2 separate regions of the Mus musculus genome follow, and region 1 is linked to region 2. The links are chromatin contacts, called in public HiChIP or PLAC-seq maps. All regions are on one chromosome and are shown on one strand. Each heading gives the region's core, a stretch centred on a gene start, on an enhancer-like site or on the middle of the called end of the contact. The rest is flanking DNA. Distances are from core to core; before and after follow the strand shown.

The links. HiChIP or PLAC-seq counts read pairs in DNA pulled down with a chosen protein or histone mark.
Region 1: a contact with region 2 is called in an H3K4me3 HiChIP or PLAC-seq map of embryonic forebrain, with 5 times the contacts expected there. The contact joins the enhancer-like site here to the promoter of 4922502B01Rik in region 2. A contact is called at or near these places in 6 of 39 promoter capture datasets (the 3T3-L1 cell line, the HPC-7 cell line, cranial neural crest and 2 more), 1 of 484 Hi-C or Micro-C datasets (ganglionic eminence) and 3 of 115 datasets of contacts at active chromatin or transcription factors (embryonic forebrain, embryonic hindbrain and forebrain).

What each region holds. Positions count from the first base shown.
Region 1 is chr8:109,435,856-109,438,702 of GRCm38.p6, reverse strand. It overlaps a transcript of Pmfbp1 not described here. Among named protein-coding and RNA genes, the nearest start is that of Gm35145, 24 kb to the left of the region's middle. Within about 2 kb of position 1,497, at least 33 of the 459 cell types and tissues checked have an H3K27ac peak or open chromatin away from gene starts, as enhancers often do. A contact at or near this core is called in embryonic forebrain and ganglionic eminence, where this site is marked.
Region 2 is chr8:109,248,393-109,251,092 of GRCm38.p6, reverse strand. It overlaps 4922502B01Rik (RIKEN cDNA 4922502B01 gene), which reads left to right and starts at 1,348. Exons shown (of 5, transcript NR_151498.1): 1 at 1,348-2,333. It overlaps D030068K23Rik (RIKEN cDNA D030068K23 gene), which reads right to left. Exons shown (of 10, transcript NR_126329.1): 9 at 1,170-1,236.

The DNA of each region.
Region 1 (2,847 bases), core at 248-2,747, 190 kb before region 2:
AAGGCCACGCCTCCTAAGAGTACCACTTCCTATGGGCCAAGCATATTCAATCTACCATTGGGACTGGCTCACTGACTGAATGAGCATGTATCCGCTGCCTCACAGGAGACTTCCATGTCCGAAGCTCATGGTTGCTGCTTGAATGGGGATCTTCATCCAGATGGGGATAGTGACACTGAGCCCCAGAGGCCACTGGGAAGATTCAGACAGCTCAGCTACTGTGGACGGAGGTTTGAGACTGGTGTTCCACACAAGGGGAGGGACAGAGTACAGATGAACAATGTACAGAGTACTGAGTTATGAACAATGAGGTGACAGGGGCAGAAAGCATCTACGGAGGAGGGCAGGAAACACGTGCTGCGCGGACAGGTCACGTGGATCCAGGTTTCCGTTGATATATAGCCTCTTTCATTAAAGCCCAAGGAAGGGCACACTGACATCACTCCAAAGAGTTGAACTAGTGAAGAAAATAAAAAAGTGACTCTAAACCTGGCCGTTTAGTTTTAATATTGTAATACGTAGACCACTGCATGATGGGAGAAATGCACCCTCATATTTTGCTATTGGAAATAACCTGGCCCGGCCCTTTAGATTAGGAAATAATTCGGAAATATGTATCAGAAGGCTTAAAAGGGATTGTATTCTTTAAAGCAATACCAATTTCTTAGACTGCTTTACCAAAAAAATAAAAATAAAAACAAAAACAAAAACCCTTGCTTTAAAAAAAAAAAGCGCCGTACAGAGATTCATCACAGGATATATGTGAGTCTTAGCTTAGATGCTTAGCACGGTGGAATGGTTTCGTAACTTTTGATATACCTACCGAGGAGAATATTAAGCAGCCGTGAAAATGATATTTAAAATGGATTTGCTGTTTGTTTTAAGAAAGAATTGATATTCAATACCGTCACAAATATATAAAACGAACTAGAATGCCCACAAACAGGAAAACACAGAGAAAGAAGCAGCACAATTTAAATAGGGCCTATCTATACTTTTTAGACTGCCTTTGGCCAGTATTATTAACCCATTATTTTGAAAATTTTCTATAGAAATCTTTAATGACTATTAATCAGCAAACAGTCTCTAACAAAGACGGACTGAAGCCTGGTGCCGGCTTATTGTAGCTTTGAAAAGGGATCAGGGAGGGCTGGACAATGGCATGCTTGTCACAGTAAGGTAGCCTGGCCGGGATGAGATGCTCTGAGGCCTGCAGAGACCTCTGGGGACACAAGGCTCTGAACACATACATCCCGTGAGCTGTTTTCCCACGCCCCTCCCTTACATCCCCTGCTCGCAGAAAGGACGGGGTACCAGGTACAAGTACCCTCTCAGTGTTTCACTCAGAGCTGCTGCTTCCAGAACTCTCCATTTCCCAGAAACCCTGCCTTGTCCCTCCTTTGCTAGCTTTAGTTTCTCAGATTCCAGAGCCCGGAGACAGCAAGAGTGGGGGGAGGGGAGCAGGGAACACGTGATTGCCGCCGAGACACGCCCTAAGCCCATAATGTCTGAAAGGTTAAGCAAAGACAGAGATGTGAAGAGGGAAGACTCTCCATTCAACAATAATCGCTCCCCTCATCCCTTCCTAAAATGGGAAGAAAGGGTTGCGAGGTGACATTAGGCACTTTAAAATATGCAAAATTAGGAGCTGTGCAGACCTCATTAACACCCGCCTCCAACATCATTAAGATGTTTCCAAGAAAATTAATTGAGAGACTCATTAAAAATAAATTAAGAAAAATGTGTTGCAGAGCGCCCGTATTCAGCTCATAAATCACAGCTCAGAGCTCCGGCCCGCTGCTCCAGCAATTAACTCCAACCGATTTGTTTTATCCTGAGTGTGAAAATTAGAAAGCAGACGTGGAGATTAGATTAGGGACGTCTGTCAAGCGGAACTTGGAGTGAATATTTTAGATTACAAAATGGAAACCAGGAAAACAAAGAAAGCAGAGATTTCATACCGAGGAGTTTGTCCGTGAAAAGGGACTGGCGGATGAAGGGGGTTGGAGGGAGGGCGTGGGGGGGGGGGAGGGAGAAGCTGTGAGAGAAAAGAACAGATGTTTATATTATAAGTCTAAATAGATACTCGTGGCAGGAGAGACATAAAATAGAGGGTCCTTGATGTCACTTACATACGTATGCCATACTTTCATGTTGAGACATTCATTCTTATCACTCCAAACAGTTCCGGGTCTGAGTATGGGATCCATCTTCCTCCGTATGAAAAGAAATACACTAACTTCTCTTTGTGTTTCTTATTCCATAGTCAATAGCCAACAGTTACCTGGGGTTTCTAGTTTTGTTTCTGTTGCTGCAACAAACGGCCGGGTCAAAAGCAACTTGGAGGAGGCAAAGGGCATATTCAGTTTACACGCCCAGTTCACAATCCACCATTGAGGGAAGTCAGGGTGCAAACCATGAAGGAATTTGGATTATTGGCCCTCAGGCTCAGTTAGCTTCCTTATATAGCCCAGGACCACTGCATAGGGGATGGTACCGCCCACAGTGGGCTGGGCCCTCCCACATCAATTAGCAATTAAGGAGACACTGCACAGACTTGGCCACTTCTGTAACTGAGCTTCCTTCTTCCCAGATAATGCCAGGTTGTGATGAGCTGACAGTAAGAGCTATTCAGGAGATGGAGTAGTTAGCAGGCCTCTTGCTGGTTTCACACATGTATGCCATTCTAGTTAAAGTTCACAACTCCAAAACAGAGAGTCAATTTATAAGTTATGGAACCAGGGCTGGAGCGATGGCCCAGTGGTTAAGAGCACTGACTGCTTTTCCAGAGGTCCTGAGTTCAATTCCCAGCAACCACATGGTGGCTCACAACCGTCTGTAATGGGA
Region 2 (2,700 bases), core at 99-2,598:
AAAAAGAAACAAGGAAAACAAACAACAGATACAGCGACAGTCAGAGAAAATCATCAACCACCCAAACTGTTTGTCCGTTGCCCATGCCAAGGGTGATGTGGGCATCTGTTGCAGCAGAAGGCACTTGTGTGGGCTATTTTTGTTTTTTCATTAATTTTTTTTTGAGAGGGCAAGCTACTGGCTTATTTGCTACTCAACTTCGTTTATAATTAACTTAAAAAAACAACAACAACAACACACCGTTCAGCCAAGTCAACAACAAAGAGGAAAGGCAGACATCGGAAGAGAAATGCCTGAGGAATCGGCATGAATGCATGCCACAGCCGGTACCACTTGCCATTCGGAAAACCTCAGGGAAAGATGCCAATTTTATAGCTCCGAAGAAGGCAGAGAAGGAAACATAAAGGTCTACAGATAGAAATTCTAAGGAAGGAATACTGCTTTCCCAATCCTGGATGGAAATGGCACACAGCCTCTGCTGAGAGAAAAGAGGGAATGTTTAAAAGGAGCTATCTAGATGGGTAGACGTGAAAACAGGCAACCATCGAGTGCATATAGAGATGTGTGTAAGGCTCTGCGTGTATACAAATACACAGACTCTCTGACAAACTGAATGCTTAGCTATGTATATATTTTCATGCTATAGGTATGGGTACGTATATAGGTGTATATGGTTTGCACTTACACGTGTGTGGGGTGGTGTATGCATGTCTGAGAAGTGGGAGAGGATGGCAGAGGAAAGACTGGGAGATCTGAGTATGTACTTGTATGTGTGTGTGTATGCATCCCACTCTCTAACCCAGGTACACACAGAAGACAAAATAAAAATCATACTGGAGCAGCAAGCAGGCAGCCAGAGATTTATCTACATTCGCTGCTATCACCGGGGAGATGAATGGGGTCGTCTGAAGCCCCTTTACAAGATCCACTATGGGAGTGGAGGAGGAGGAGGAGGAGGAGGAGGAGGAGGAGGAGGAGGGATGCCACACACACAAGTACAAACTTGAAGGCAGAGAGATTTGGAAGGGGCTACCAGGCAAACCCTGGTGGCATGATGCTGAGGAGCAGAAGGGAAAAGAGCCTTGTCTCTATGTTTTAGGTGCTTAAGGAAAAAAAAAAAAAAAAAAGACATCCTGCAAAAGGGTCTGAGGGAAGCGGCTGGTACTCACGGTTTCTGCGTTGCTGTGAATCCTGAAGGTGTTCTGTTGGCACCGGGCGCTGAGCCAGGGGCAGGCGCTGGAAACAAAAGGGAGACACACACACAAAAATTAAAGTCAATTCAATGGGAATATTAATTGCTGCTCTTGTGGATTTTACAAAACACACAAACTGTTTTCATTTTTGTTCTTTTTCTTTTTTTTTTTTTCTTTTAATTGTGGATTGGCGCGTGCCCCTTTCGCATGGAATATACAAGTAGTTTGGGATTTACAGTCCAGTTACGGGACTCAGGATTAACTGCGCTGGCATCTTTTGGGCATATCCTTCCTTTTAATGAATAAGCTTTCGCTGTTAATGAGGAATAATCGTTTGGCTAATGAGCTTTGAAACATTAAGAGAAAAGAGGTTTTTTCCCCCCGTTAATCGCTCTGGTGCGACTGCATGGATGGATTACAAAAGACAGCACTAGTGCAGTACAAAGGTTGGGGGAGCTCCTTGGGAGTGGGAGAAGCACCGAGTGGGAGATGTGCCCCTGCATCTCTTCTTCCTTCTCTCTTTCCCCTCTCTCTGCCAACTGCTATGGGTTTCCATAACTCCGCAATCGAAGTGGATGGTCGGGAAGGATTATTATACAGAGTAAAGCCTCCGCTGTTAATGTCTCCAGTGTTTAATCATCATACAGTAGGATGGTTTTATGCATATTTCATTTGCATATCATTAAACTACGTTAGCGAGGGGGCACCCAGAGCCGAGAGGAGCACAAAGTTGGGAAGACAGGGAAGGAAAAAGAGATTCCCTATGATGCTTATCTTCAAACGGGGGCTTGTTCCTTCCATGATGTGTCTTCTGCCTTTCTAAAATCATTATGACTTGGAAACCTTTGAAGTTGGATACAACCTTGGATTCCTCTAATTCCTGCAGAGCGGTATATTTTTAAGATCGGCAGCAATGTCCCTGCACTAGACAATTAAAGGAATATAAACTCCAGTGGGCTGAGACTAGTAGCTCTTTGGGGAACACAGTGGCAGGAGCTTCTACAAATACCAACACTTAAAAAAAATCATAATAAAGAACGTCATACCAAAAACAAAGAAAGAAGACAAGAGATTTTAACATGTGGATTATATTTGTTTTGTTTGGGGGGTAATAAGCTAAAGAGAGTGAAGAAGTCATTGGTAATTTATCCCCTCATTAATGAAGTCACCCTTTTTATTTGTGTTTGTTTTTGTCCTTTAATTGTGAAGACCGGTGCTGTCGCAGTTTTGAAGAGGTTAACCAGTTATTGTGTAGCTCTGATCTTTCCCCCACCCCACACCTGACAGAAAAGAAAGGTGGTGGTTCGGGGAGTTGTGAGTACTGGGGATGTCTGGGGGGAAGTGGGAAATACAGTGAGTTCTTTGTGGATCTTATACATGCTCAACATATTAATTGAGGGCTTTTAAAGTTCCCTCAATAGGCTATTTCATTCTTGGTAAACCAGCAGCTGGTTAGCCACTGTTGGTGACTCTTCAAATATCACTTTAACGATTTTTTATTCTGTTG